3 separate regions of the Sus scrofa genome follow, and all the other regions are linked to region 1. Evidence: chromatin contacts called from public Hi-C and HiChIP or PLAC-seq data. All regions are on one chromosome and are shown on one strand. The core of a region is the stretch at or near the end of the contact, and the rest is flanking DNA. Distances in the headings are between cores, read along the strand shown. Region 1 holds the start of STYXL1 (serine/threonine/tyrosine-interacting-like protein 1). Region 2 holds the start of POR (P450 (cytochrome) oxidoreductase). Region 3 has its middle 16 kb from the start of YWHAG.

What was found. A called contact is a pair of places that touch in the nucleus more often than the background predicts. HiChIP or PLAC-seq counts read pairs in DNA pulled down with a chosen protein or histone mark.
Region 2: an H3K27ac HiChIP or PLAC-seq map of alveolar macrophages shows a contact between it and region 1. The contact joins the promoter of POR here to the promoter of STYXL1 in region 1. A contact is called at or near these places in 2 of 47 Hi-C or Micro-C datasets (both in liver) and 1 of 2 datasets of contacts at active chromatin or transcription factors (alveolar macrophages).
Region 3: a contact with region 1 is called in a Hi-C map of liver, with 7 times the contacts expected there. The contact joins the enhancer-like site here to the promoter of STYXL1 in region 1. A contact is called at or near these places in 1 of 5 promoter capture datasets (liver) and 4 of 47 Hi-C or Micro-C datasets (fetal skeletal muscle, liver and skeletal muscle).

What each region holds. Positions count from the first base shown.
Region 1 is chr3:10,128,936-10,133,758 of Sscrofa11.1, forward strand. STYXL1 (serine/threonine/tyrosine-interacting-like protein 1) reads left to right here and starts at 2,573. Exons shown (of 15, transcript XM_021086298.1): 1 at 2,573-3,340. MDH2 (malate dehydrogenase 2, NAD (mitochondrial)) reads right to left here and starts at 3,770. Exons shown (of 9, transcript NM_001244153.1): 1 at 3,652-3,770; 2 at 1-101. The coding sequence starts at 3,717.
Region 2 is chr3:10,268,833-10,273,531 of Sscrofa11.1, forward strand. POR (P450 (cytochrome) oxidoreductase) reads right to left here and starts at 2,026. Exons shown (of 16, transcript NM_001129959.1): 1 at 1,958-2,026.
Region 3 is chr3:9,976,077-9,980,949 of Sscrofa11.1, forward strand. No RefSeq gene overlaps it. Among named protein-coding and RNA genes, the nearest start is that of YWHAG, 16 kb to the right of the region's middle. Within about 2 kb of position 1,260, at least 31 of the 83 cell types and tissues checked have an H3K27ac peak or open chromatin away from gene starts, as enhancers often do. A contact at or near this core is called in liver and skeletal muscle, where this site is marked.

The DNA of each region.
Region 1 (4,823 bases), core at 1,323-3,822:
TAGAGGGTCAGGCGGCTCACCAAGGGGCTGTTTTTCAGGAGAAGCGAAAGGGGCTGCCCGATTCCTCCGGAAGCCCCCAGCACGGCTACCTTGGCATTGTTCTAGAAAGAGGCACAGAGAGAAGACTCTGAAGATGGAATCAGCATTAAAAGGACTCACATGGGGAACTGCAGAACATTGCGGTGGGGCTGCATGAAGATGCAGTGCTATTTCTACCACCCCTGCCCTGGAAGCCGGGGAGACCCACGTGCGACAGTCTGGGCTTATTCCGCCTCCACCCTCCCAAAGGGGAGCAGACTTGACTCAACTGGCCTCTGGGACTGGCGACAGCAGCCCTATCTTCCATCTGCAGTTTAAAAAACTCAACAAATGTTTACGAGCTCCCACCTGTGAGCCGGTCCTACCAGCGTGAAGCAGACCCCTGCCAACTCTTGACAGGCCAAGCAGTGAGATGCACAGGATTTGAGGGCAAAGGGCTGCCTTAAAGCTAAGCCCTGCCCCCAAGCTCACTTCCATTAGATAAAAGGCACTCCTCCCTGTAGGCCTCACCAAAATCGCAGCCAACCTCAGTGAAGCTGTTTCTAATCGACTCACACATGTGAAGGGGGCCGATTCCTGGGGAGCAGGCAGGCAACTGCCAGGGGAGGAGGAGACAAAGGGAGAAACGGATGCTACAAATAATGGGCTTCCATCAACCCCAAAAATCAAGCCCATCAAAACTCAAGCCAACCCCCCAAAATCCCACATGGTGTAATCTGCTTGGGGACGTTAAAATTTCTAAAAAGCATAGACGACAACTAAGAATGGAATTCATGTTTTTTTTTTTAAGCTGGTGCTTTAAAGGCGGACACTTGACTTCATGGAAAACGAGTCAGACCAACTGAGAACCTGAGGGCTGGCCACCTCACCCACCTCCAGATCTTCAATGATCACTCCCCCATCTTGTCTCCAATCCTAGGGACTCCCCAATTCCAACCCTACATTCCCGGTTTTGTTAGGCACCAACGTCCCACAAACCCAACTCTGTAAACAAGTTTATCCTAATAACTCTCCCACCCCTGTTCCCAAATGGCACCTGCGCTCACCCAAACCCAAACCTGCCGAACTACCTCCTGCCTCTTCCCTGATCAGAGACAGTCGGTTAGGGCACGAAGGACTTGGCATCTCAGACGTCTTCCCGACCTGCCCTTGATTTCTACAGATCCCACCATCTAACTTAGGTCCTCAGCCCCACGCCGATACCGTCCTTCTCAAAATTCAAACTTTAATCGTCTCCTTGCTCAACAAAATCTTCTCAAGGTCCTCCCCCCGCCCAGATGACTCAGCCTGGCTCCCAAGACTGACGCGCTCCGACCTGGGACGCACAAGCCAGTTCCACGGCCGTGAGGACCTAAGTGTCAAAGTTTGTGCTTTTGTTTTTATCTAACAGGTAAAGAATTAAACTCTACCAAGAAACAGACCTACCTACCTGTGCCCTCAACTAGGGTCCCTTAGTGAATCAGGGACACACAAGATGAACACAACACAGGGGAGCAGTGGGGGAGGATGGGATTGCTTTCAGTGTGGTGAAGTGATGTTTTGTGTTTGCATATTATGAGATTTCGTCAACTTAGTCAATATTTACAAAAACACTGGGGAGTTCTCCTGTGGTGTAGTGGGTTAAGGGTCAGGTGTCATTGCAGTGGCTTCGGCCCATTGGACATATAGGAGGAAACTTCCACATGCCACGGGTGCAGCAAAAAATGAAACGAACACCCCCCCCCCACAGTTTGTAGGAGGTGGAATCTTTACGGTAGATAAGGACCTTTGGTATTGCGGGTTAGCTCTCGATCTCTTTGTAAATGCACTGTCTCCTAATCTGATGACCTTTTCCAGGTGGAGGAGTAGTTGTCAACAGTGCTATTTGGCAGCTGGCTTTGAAAATGGATATATTCTAACACTTCACTTACAAGCTTGCTTTTTAAAATCTGTTATAGTTACTTTTAAAATTTGTTGTGTGTGTTATATTTATTAGTACATATAGAGAAAAATAAATACATTTAGGTTGAATGTTCATCACATTTTTTTCCTGATAAGGATACGCGATCCAAAGGTCTCTGCAGGGCAATGTACTATTTGGCTTAAGCTCATCTTTCTGACTTAAAAAAAAAACTGCCTTCTCAACATTTCCTCCTGTACATCCAATAGGCTTTTTCTTTTTCTTCTTCATTTTAGGGCCGCACCTGAAGCATATGAAGTCCCAAGGCTAGGAGCAGAATGGGAGCTGCAGCTGACAGCCTACCCCACAGCCACAGCAACTCCGGATCCTTAACCCACTGAAAGAGGCCAGCAATCGAACCCACATCCTCATGGATACTAGTCGGGTTACAGCTGAGCCATGATGGGAACTCCTGAATAGGCATTTTAAACAACACAAATCAATTCTGAGCTCCGGATATCTGCCCCTTCCATCTCCTTTTCTTCTAACAATCTGTATCATCTTGGCACACCTCAACTCGAAAGCCCAAAGCCTTGCTGTCCTCCATGGTCCCCTTTCTCTCAATACCCTTCGTTAAATCACCTGTCAGCGAATCCCATTGCCTTAGCTTCACTGCGTTCCCTTCCCCACTCCTCAGCATCTATCTTCATCCCCTCCACCTATCCTACATTTACTCCTTGTTGGCCAAAGTGCAGCCATCATGGTATCACTTGCAGCCCCAAGGACAATTTTTGGCAAACATGAATACTCAATGCGCTTATTTCTATATTTTAAAAATGAATTCCACTCACAGCAAACTGATCTGAAAGACAGAAGCTAAACAAGAAATGAGGAATCTCATTCAATAACCACCTCCCCTTTGGGTGTGGTACCTAAGAGGCAATGTGGGTATCTCCAGGCTTCTCAGACTTTGGCTATATGAGAATCACTTGGTAAAAATACTTAGGCCCGGATCCCAACCTCCTTTAATGAGCCTTCGCCTCCGATCGTCATCAGCTTCCAGGTGATCCTAACTCACACCAGAGTTTGAGAATCGCTGCCCTAGAAGACGGCTAAAAATAGGTTAGGCTTAAGTAGTCCCAGGCCCACATCATGTACTGTTACACCGCGTGGGGGCCGGCCCAGTCCGCCGGCAGCAGGAAGGAGCCTTCAAAAGGTCCTTAAGAGGAAGCAGCGTCTTCAGATTCTTAGAGGAAAAGCTTGTTGTTCCAAAAGTCACTGACGGTGGTCAGGAGAGCTGAATTTTAAAACTTTGGCCGAAAGACTGTGTAACCTTGAACCAGTGCTCTACCTTCAGCGTTTATCTGCACTACGGAGTTAAAAATTACACACTATTTGTACAGACGCTGCAGGAAGAACGAGGTTAGTCTCTCAAAGTACTATGGAAAATAAGTGGCTTTCGGCTCGAGAGCCCTGGCTTTTCAACCTGGAAGGAGCAGGCCCTCTGGAGGACCTGGAGGCGAGCTGTGGGGCTCGGAGAAGCGCATCGGTCCTAGAGTTGCCTCTCCCCTACTCCCGCACTTCCTGCGGGGTATCAGGGCCGGCCGAGGGGGCCACAGCCGCGGGTCGGCACCGGGCGGCCCCGCGGTCCAGGCTGACCTGGGAGTCAGGCTGCTAGCGAGCCAGCAACACACGTGGCCTACGCAGGGGAGCCTCTGCTTCGCAGGGCCTACCTGGGCCGAGGTGCTGAAGCTGCGGCGGAGAGCGGCGCCGGCAGGCCGGGCGAGGGCGGAGAGCATGGCTGGGGCGTGCGGGGAGAGGACCGGCCGGCAAACGAGCTGGCAGCAAGAAAGTGACTCCAACGACCTCCACACTCCACAGGCCCTCCCGGCTCCGCTCCGCCAGGTCTCGCGAGACTGGCCCGACTTCCGGCGCCCCACCTCCCGGATCTCGCGGTGTCTCGGCCGCATCCGGGTTGTAGCGGTGGCGGGCGGTGGGACGCGCCCGGAGCCGGGTCCAGGGCTAGGTCATAGCGCGGGTCGGGAGACGCGGTCGGAGTGGGAGGGAGAGTCTGCACCCGAGAGGTGGAAGAAGACGGGCTTGAGGCTGGAAGAGCCTTAGAGGAGCCATTTTGCAGGTGGGGCCCCAGACAGAGGCTCTGACAGGGAGACCGGCCGAGTTGGCGCCCCGGGCCCGGACTCGGCCAAACCTACCCCTCCTGCCCCTGGAGGCGGGAGGGGCTCCGAGCCCTGGAAAGCTTTGGAAAGGAAAGAGGGACGGGGAGGCCGAAAATCTTGGGATTACGGGTGGAAAAATGGGGGCTCTCCTAATCATCACTTCGGTGCACCCCTGCCCCGCCCCTGCTCACACAGACCCGGTCCACCCTCCAGTGTTGTCATCCTTCCTGGTAACCAGAACCTTCCACTGCAGTTTAGAAAGCTTTAGAGACACCCTGAGCACTGATCTTGTGTGCAACACTGATCTACTCTTCCTGAGTTTAGAGGGAAGCAGCCCCACGTTATAGATGCAGAAACAGGTGATGAGTTGCCAGTCCTTACTCCTCAGGTCTGCCCAGTAATAACGTGAACCCAGAATAATGTTTCTGCTGAAGGGGTAAAGAAACTGGCTGAGCTCGGTTAAGTGGATTTACTCAGAATCTACCTGGCCAGAAATAAAGATAGGGTTGCTGTTCAGAAGAAGCTTATTTAAATTCATCAGTTAATTTATAAGCTTCATTCACACACACCTCCCGTTGTATTTTATGGGCGTACAGAGAATTCCTTGCTCTCAGGAAGTTCAGGGTCAGAGTTCAGTGAATTGCGGCTCAGTGAAAACGAATCTGACTAGCATCTATGAGGACAAAGGTTCAATCCCTGGTCTCACTCAGTGGGCTAAGGATCCTGTG
Region 2 (4,699 bases), core at 776-3,275, 140 kb after region 1:
ACATGAACTTATGATCTAACTTAGACCCTGATTTTCACCAGGTTAACAAGGGATCAATTCAGGGTCACCAACAGGTCCTAAAATTAAGGCTGGTGTGGCAACAAACAACTCCCACGGCTGTTTACAAACGCACACCGCCCCAGTGCTTCGGGCGCGGACGGCAGTCAAGGCCATTTCCAGGTGCTGAAGTTCATCCCTGAGGTTCCTTTCACCTCACACCTGCCTCTAATTTTTTTTAAGTGGTAGACACGAGGGATTTGAGAGAGTTACGATGACCCTGAAGTTTTTCACACTACAAGCCAACTGGAAGATTTCCATTCTCGGAAATGCAGGCCAGTTCCTTAGACATGACTAAGCTATCTGCCCAATGCAACCGTTTTCTACCTGACATGGCATGAAAATCATGAGACGCTCAAGAACTGACCACTTTCTCAAAAGGGAAATGAAAACTTAAAGGGACACAAAGAAAGGAAAGTGCTTTCTTCAGGGTCGGCTGCTTTACTAACTGGGACTTTTGGACTGCTTTCCCCATCCAGCTGACCCCCCAACCACACACAGGGGATGTGCGTAGATGAACTGTGAATGGTTAATGAATTAATGCCTTCTACCCAAAGGGGAGAGGAACTACAGCATTGCACAGAGGGAACACTGGATCTCGGAGGTGAGGTGGGGTGGGGTGGGGTGGGGTGGGGTGGGGTGGAGGGAGTTAGTTAACTGCTCAGCTCTCTTGTTACAGTTCTCAGTGTCACCCTCCAAGACCCTCTCTCTTTTTGTCTTTTTGCCTCTTCCAGGGCCGCACCTGTGGGATAACGGGGTTGCTAGGCTGCAGCTGCCAAGCCTATGCCACAGCCACACGGGATCCGAGCCGCGTCTGCAACCTACACCACAGCTCATGGCAACGCCAGAACCTTAACCCACTGAGCAAGGCCAGGGATCAAACCCGCAACCTCATGGTTCCTTGTCAGATTTGTCAGCCCCTGAGCCACCACAGGAACTCCCAGACTCTCTCTTTTGATCCTCAGAAGCTCAACCCTGTGGGGGCCTGTAGGTAGCTTGCGCCACCATTGGGGAAACAGGCTCCAAGAAGTTAAGTGCCCTGACAAGATGCCAAAGTTCAAACCCAGGACTACCCATTCCAGCCCAGTCTCCTCTGGTCTATTCTCTACTTCAGCCAAATTCAGAGGGAAGGCTGTATTGTGTTGATCTAAGAGATGAGGCAGCCACGTTCTCTGAAACGACCCCAAATCGCTGTCACCAGCTTACACAATGGTGACTGTCTTCGCTGCCCAGGAGACCTCGACTTCTTACCCAATTGCTCTGACGAGCTAAAGGTGTAGCGGCTGTTCAGCAGAGCCCGGCAAAGCACCTGCCCGCCAGAAGAACTATCCCCCAGGGATTCGGGGGCCTCGATGGCACGCAGAACATTTCCCAACAGAGACCGGGCTGGCAGGCTCCTCTGAGCCCTCGACTGAGCCCACCTGATGCTGCGGGGTCAGATTTGAGCCCCACCTGCAGACATCGAGCGCGTCCTCCCGCTAATTAACCCAATTCCTGAGACCCACAGTACAGACGGGGAAACTCAGGCTCAGGAAGGAAAAGTGACTTCCCAGGAGGGTGGCGGCGTGGGGGCTGGAGCCCGAGCCCTCTCACGCCAAGAACTGGTCTTCCGCCGAAGGGCCATCGGGGCGTCCTAGGCACTGGAAAAGACGACTCTCCAGTCACCTCGAGAGGTCAGCTCGAGGGGATGGGCCACCCCAGGAAGGGCCGAGATGGGAGTCGCGCTTTCCGTGCGAGAATCAGGCGATACCGGCAGCGATCCGGCCCGAAAGCCCGCCCCAGCGCGCAGGGCCCAGGAGGCCGAGGCGCCCAGGAAGCCTCGGGTGTCTAGCAGCCCCGCCACCCAGAACCTTAGCGTCCCGACCCCGCCATCCCAGCACCTGCGAACACACACACTCACCGAGGGCTGCCGGCAGGACTCCGGATACCTGAGCAGGACGCAGGCCCGCACCACTGAGGCGCTACCACCGCCGGCGCCGGCCAGGGTGTGGGGGCGTGGCCAGTGGCTGCGCCGCTCTGCCCAACCCGGCCGCACGCTTGCTTCCGGGGCCAGGCCTCCCCCCTGCGAATCTGTGCTCTTGGTACAGCCCGGGCGGCCACGCCCCCTCAGCGTCCCAGCTCCACCGCCAGGCCTGGGAACTTGGTGGGTTGTACCCCAGCAGGGAGCGGTTCTTCCCCCCGCCCCCGCCGCCCCGGGCTGACGGCGGCTTCTGCTGCCCTTGAGGTGCAGGGGAGGGCAGTGGTCGTGAGCCGCGCCGCTCGAGTGTGTTCGCGCCTTTTTCTCCTCCACGGCCCTCAGTTCCCTCATCTGAAAATGGCGAGGCTGCTTGGACAGAGTGTCCAGGGCCCCTCCAACCGCTTGAGTCGGGGAGGCAGGAAGTGAGCAGGCAGGGGGCGAGGACTGGACTGAAGACGTGGGAGGGGGCAGAGGGCGCCTTGAAAAGTCTGGCTGCCGCAGTTGAGGGTAAGGAGTCCACCTCTGCCTCCTACTGTGGTTCCTATGTCATAGGGTTAGGAGGATTAGGTGGTATAACTCATGTTCGTAAATAATTTAGCTCGGTGCGATAAGTGCTCTAGAAATGTAAAGTATTACTATTATCATCATTACGACTGCTACTGCTACTACAGGCTCTGCTGAGAGTTCCTTTTGAAACAGTGGGCAACTCGCTTCATTCAGAACCCATTCCCCATCTTTAAGCTGGGACCCACCAGCGACAACCAGATGCTTTGAAAACTGTCAGGTCCTATATAAAGAGAGAATTATTACAGTGACCCCAGTTGTAGGCTTCCTCCATTCCAGTCTGTCAGGAGCTGGTCTGATTCACCCGATGGAACCAGTCCTCCAGCAGTCAGGGTGGGGCATCAGTGTCTCACTAAGGGACTGAATACCTTCATCCTACTCTAAGGCCCTCAAGAGAGCAGGGGGGCATTTCATCACCCAGATCTCTGGCACTCCAGCCTTTGCACCGACTTGCTGCACATCTCCCCGGAGAAGATTTAAACTTTGCCTCTGAATTTTTGGGCCCTGCTTCTGTGAAGCCAGAGTACAAAACACCGAGTTTCCTTTCTGCTAATAGCGTGACTGAGGCAGGAAACAGGAGGCTTCTTTTGATTCCCCCCCGCCCCTTAAGCAGTAACTGAGTCCTATGGATTCCATCTCCAGGACTGCCCTCCTTCCCTTCTTATCTTTCCAGCTGTCTCTGTCCTAGTTCAGACCTACCTGGAGTCACTTGTCACTTGGATGATCTCAGCAGTTCTTGATTCACATGCCACCTCCAATTTCCACCTACGACCAGGGAAACTTCCTCTTAAATCACTCTGCTCACGGGCCTTCCTGTCTCTTAACCCTTCCTCCTCAAATCACACTCACCAGCCAGCTGGGGGGAAAATAGTTAGCTACGCACCTCAGACCTCACACTAATATAAATTCCTGAGAGACAAAAGAGGTAAACACCCTTTTAAAAGAAAAGGAAAAAAAAGTCCTAAAAGAACCCTTGGGAGAATTTGTGTTAATCTCCAAGAGACCTCTCTGCGTTAACCTAGAATCCGTAAATGACTAAGAAATCTACTTACCTAAAAATCAAAATGTGGGGAGCTCCTGTTGTGGCTCAGCGGCAACAAACCCGAATAGTATCCACGAGGACTCAGGTTCGCTCCCTGGCTTTGCTCATTGGGTTAAGGATCCGGCGTTGCCGGGAGCTGGGGTATATGTTGCAGCCGTAGCTCGGATCAGGTGTTGGTGTAGGCCAGCAGCTGCTGCTCCAATTCAGCCCCTAGCCTGGGAACTTCCATATGTAGAGGTTGTGGTTCAAAAAAAAAAAAAGGCTAAAAAATAAAAATTTGATGTGTGACAAAGTCCTATAGGCAAAGTTAAAAGACAAAGGACAGACCAGGAGGAAATAGTCGCAATTATTAATAGTCAAAGGACGAGTTTCCCTAAAACAACGGCCTCTCCGCATTAATAAGACATACATCTGGGCAAATGATGGGACTTGTCAGTTCGCAGGAAAAGAAATGCAAAGGGCTCTGAAGCATATGAAGAGTTGTTCAACCCCACACAGAAAGGAAATGCAAATTAAAACTTGACCGAGGAGTTCCCGTCGTGGCGCAGTGGTTAACGAATCCGACTAGGAACCATGAGGTTGCGGGTTCGATCCCTGCCCTTGCTCAGTGGGTTAACGATCCGGCATTGCCGTGAGCTGTGGTGTAGGTTGCAGACACGGCTCGGATCCCTCATTGCTGTGGCTCTGGTGTAGGCCGGTGGCTACAGCTCCGATTAGACCCCTAGCCTGGGAACCTCCATATGCCGCGGGAGCGGCCCAAGAAATAGCAGCAGCAGCAACAACAACAACAAAAAAAAAAAAAAAAAAAAAGACAAAAGACAAAAAAAAAACTTGACCGAGAAATTAGTTTTCACCTATGCTGATGACCGGATCCTAAAGTTGAATGACACACAGTTGGTGAAGCTGTGTGGAAACACATTGCAACTTATTGTTGCCACATCCAAACATGGATATCATCCAGCTATTAAAAAAAAAAAAAAAAAAAAAGATCAAGGAGGAAGCTCATTTCGGGTACAGAACAAGATCTCAAATAAATTGATAAAGGGAAAATGCAAGGTGAAGGCCAGTAGTTAGGGTAT
Region 3 (4,873 bases), core at 10-2,509, 150 kb before region 1:
AGGGGAGGTATCCACCAGGCGGGAGCCTTCAGGGACCCAAGCACAAAATGCCATCCTTCAAGGTGGCCAGTGGCATTCCAGGCAGAGGAGACTTCATCGGCCCGGGTCCCTGAATCAGGGCCACCTGGAGGAAAGCGTCCATCAACTCCCGATGGACAGGTGGAGTGAGTGAGAAATAAATGTTAATGACCAAGGAGGGGTGGGCATCAGAGCGGTGTAACCTAGTCCATTCTGAGCGAGACTCTCAGGCTCCCCAATTTTTCCCGTCCTGTGGGGTTTACCTGAAACCTGTTTTCCAGCCAGTTATTTATTTATCAACGCTGATTCTGTTTGCTGCTTTCTGTGGTTCTGTGTACACTTCGGTGTTCTGTGGGCCAGGGCCTAGAGGGGTTAGGAGCACATGGCTAAATAAGCCAGAGCTTTTGCCCTTGAGAAACTCACGGAATAATCCCAAAGCGAATTTGCCTGTCCCACGCTCTCCTGAAACTCAACCTCTGCCACTCAGAACTCCGTCGCGTCCACCTAAACCTGGGTTTCCCTGTTTAGTAAGTAGCATTACCAACCACTAGCTTAAGCTAGAAACCTGAGTGGTGTGCTCAACAGTCCCCACCCCCGAAAAACTAGTCACTAGATCCTACCTACGGATCCTATCTCCCAAACACTGTTGGAAACTCTTTGCTTCTTGTTAACCATTTCTTACCTTGGCCTCTTCTGTCTCCAACCCATTCCCTATTCCACAAGGACAGTGGGCTCTCTAACGTCAGCACAGCTGATATTGCCACTCCCCTGCTCACACCCCTTCCATGGCTCCCCAGTGCTTCCTTCAACTGCTCAGCCCAGTTTACAAGGTCCTGCACAGCCTGGCTCTGCTTGTGTTTTCAACATCATCCCTTATCACTTGCTGCCAGGATCTCGCCAGGCTGAACCACTTTCAATTCCTCTAATGTCTGGGCTTTCTTCCCATGGGGCCTCTGCACATGCTGTTCTCTGCCTGGAATACACGTCACTCTCTCTCCTCCTTCCCCTTAGTCAACTCTTATTTAGCCTCCTGGCTCAGCTTTCGGATTCTCCAGAAGGCCTGCACGGATACCCCCTCCCCGCCACGGTCTGGGCTAGGAGCCCCCTTCACCCTGTACTTCCCCAGGGACAGCACTCACTCCTGCGTCTCAGCAGACAGCCGCCTCCACCGCCTCCACTGGCCGTGTCCTCCAGCAGCCCAGGGGGCCTTTGAGGGCTGGGGCTGGGTCTGTTGTGCTTGACTTTGTGCCAGGACCTCACACACAGCAAGTGCTCAAATATTTGTCCAGTGAGTGGAGGGTATGCACCTTTGTACTAACCTGAACACTGTGCTGGCCTCCGGGGCTGCAGAGCAAGGTGAGATCTAAATGGGTTCCTGTTTGCGTGGCCCAGAGGTTACCTGCAAGAGACCACCGCGATAAGCCATTAAACAAATCTGTAGCCAAGAGAGTTTCGCCTAGTGATTGGTGCTACAAAGAATATGAAGCAGGTGGGATGTTATGGGAGGGGTTGGGTGGTCAGGGGTGGCCCCTAAGGAGGTGAGGCTTGAGCTGGGCCTGGGTAATGAGGGGGAACCAGCCATGAATCTTTTGGCCATGAAAAGGTTTGGGGTGGATGATTCCAGGTCCTTCCTTGGGGATTTGGCCTGGCCTGCAGAAGGACCAGCGAGAAGGCCACTGTGATTGGAGCAAAGAGGAACGTGCTAGGAGATGAGTCAGGAAAGCTGGTAAGGGCCAGACCATTCAGGGCTTTTCTAGGCCACAGGGAGGTGTTTTATTCTAAGGGCAATAGAATCCATTGGAAAATGAGTGATGTTGGCGACCCAGGGGGCATCTTGGGCATCTCTCACATCTTTCAGCTTGTTGAGTGCAACTTGTCCCTTAAGATTTAACTAAAAGGACTCATTAAAGTAGGATGTCCGGGAGTTCCCTGGTGGCTTAGACGGTTAAGGACCTGGCATTGTTACTTCTGTGACTTGGGTTTGATCCCTGGATGCAGGTGTGGCCAAAAAAGAAAAGAAAAGTAACCCTACCAAACAACTCAAGAATTCCAGAGCTTAGATTCTACTAAGTACCCCTGACTTTTGCTGATGTCCCAGTCTCCCAGCTGCTTTTGCCTCCTTTGTGCCTGACTCTCCTTTCACCTTTTCACCAACTAAGCCCTTCACTCCCAAAGTTCCACCAATTCCAGGCTTTGCCTGGTGCACACTTGGCTGATGAGCTGATTCAACCAACAGCTGAACACTGAAAATGAGATGCCCTGTTTGCAAAAAGTCCTTGTATATTTGCTGTACAGTAGAAATCGACAGAACACTGTGGTAGAAATTGGCAGAACGCTGTAAATCAACTCCAATGGAAAAAATAAAAATCATTAAAAAAAAAAGTCCTTGTATATTCACCACACACACCACCACTGTAAACACAGACATGTTCCCTCATAATTTTGACTGATTTTCTGTACTCTAGCCCTAACGGCCTACCCCAAATGCTGAGACCCTCCCTCTCTCCTACCACCTCCTTCCAGATATGCAAGCCCTCTGACTCACATTTTTTCTTTTTAAGGCCGCACCTGAAGCATATGGAAATTCCAGGGCTAAGGGTCAAATCAGAGCTACAGCTGCTGGGCCTACGCCATAGCCACAGCAACTTGGATCCAAGCTGCATCTGCGACCTACGCTGCAGCTTGTGGCAACAGCGGATCCTTAGCCCACAGAGCGAACCCATATCTTTTTGGACACTATGCTGGGTTCTTAACCGACTGAGCCACAGTGAGCACTCCTGACTCCCCCATTTTTGCTTGTTGCCTTTTCTGAAATAACAGCTTTATTGAGATACTATAAAATTCCCCCTTTTAGGAGTTCTCTTGTGACACAGTGGGTTAAGGACCTGGCATAGTTACTGCAGCAGCTTGGGTTGCTGCTATGGTGCAGGTTCAGTCCCTGGTCTGGGAACTAATGCATGCCACAAGCGCAGCCAAAAAAAATAAATAAATAACCCTTTTAAATTGTACAATTCAGTGGTTTTTAGCTATTTGCAGAACCAAACCTCACAGTTATCTAATTCTGGAGCATTTATTTCATCACCCCCACCAAGAGAACCTCATCCCCATTGGTGCTTACTCCTCATTTTCCCACCCCCCAGCTCCTGGCAACCATTAATCTCTCTGTCTCTATGGATTTGCCTATTCTAGACATTTCATAGACAGAATCAGGCAACATGTAACATGTAGCCGTTCATGACAGGCTTCTCATGTGGAATGTTTTCAAGGTTCATTTGCACTGTAACATGTATCAGTACTTTAGTCCTATTTATGGTGAAATAATATTCCTTTGTGTGGACTTATTAACGTGTTTATCCGTTCACCTGCTGATGGACACCTTTTGGGTATTGTGATTGTGCTGCTGTGAACATTCTTGTACAAGTATGTGTTTGGGAACCAGTTTCCAGTTCTCTTGGGTATATACCCAGGGGTGGAATTGCTAGGTCATATGGTAGTTCTGTGTTGAACATTTTGAGGGACCATGAAACCGTTTTCCAGGGTGGTTGGGCCATTTTACATTCCCACTTGCACTGCACAAGGGTTCCAACGTTCCATATCTTTGCTAACTTGATATTCCCTCCCCCTAAAAAAAAAAAAAAAAAAAAAAAAAACCAGAAAAAAAAAACCTAGCCATCCTGATGGCTATAAAGTGTTGTCTCCTAGGGTTTTGTTTTTGGTTTTTGGGTTTTTTTTGTCTTTTTGCCTTTTCTGGGGCCACTCCCGTGGCATATGGAGGTTCCCAGGCTAGGGGTCGAATCAGAGCCGTAGCTGCCAGCCTATGCCAGAGCCACAGCCATGTGGGATCCAAGCCGCATCTGCAACCTACACCACAGCTCATGGTAACTCTAGATCCTTGACCCACTGAGCAAGGCCAGGGATCGAACCCGCAACCTCATGGTTCCTAGTCGGATTTGTTAACCACTGAGCCATGACAGGAACCCCCTCCTAGGGTTTTTTGTTTGTTTTTGTTTTGCTTTTTAGGGCTGCACTGTGGCATATGGAGGCTCCCAGGCTAGGGGGTTGAATCAGAGCTACAACTGCTGGCCTACTCCATAGCCACAGCAATGCCACATCCGAACCATGTCTGCAAGCTACACCACCACAGCTCATGGCAACACCGGATTCTTAACCCGCAGAGCGAGGTCAGGGATCAAACTTGCAACCTCGTGGTTCCTAGACAGATTGATTTCCGCTGTGCCATGACGGCAACTCCTTGACTCCTAGTTTTGATTTGTATTTCCCTAATGATTAATTATATCAGGAGTGTCTGTTTTGTTCTTATTGGCTACTTGTATACCTTCTTTGAAGAATTGTCTATCAAGTCCTTTAGCCCATTTTTCACTTGGGTTCTTGTTTCTTTTGTAGAACTGCGTAGATATCTTGCCTACTGCCTAGCCTTCAGAACTAGCTTTGCAAAACTCCCATTTTTGCTTTGCTACTCAAAGCTGGTTCTCCTACTTGGAATTTTGCAGTCACCTATGAAACGAAGTGGTTTTGTTTCCTCCTCATTTGTATACAGTGACTCCTTTTACTGTCATAGCCTAAGAGATGGAGGTAAAATCTTCCTCTGATTTTACAAATGAGGATTTAGGGGCAGGCCAGGATTAAACTGACTAGCTAATTAGGGGGTGGGATTTGCACCGCGAACCGTCAAACTCCAAAAGGCCCCACGCTCTTCCTACTAATTAGTTCCATCCTGCCTCAGGACTGCAAATATTTACTGTACAGACGGGAAACTCAGGGCCAGAAAAGGGTCAGGAGTTTTTCTGGATCACAAAGATCAGGGTCCAAGTCTAGGAACTCCCTTCTCGGCCCA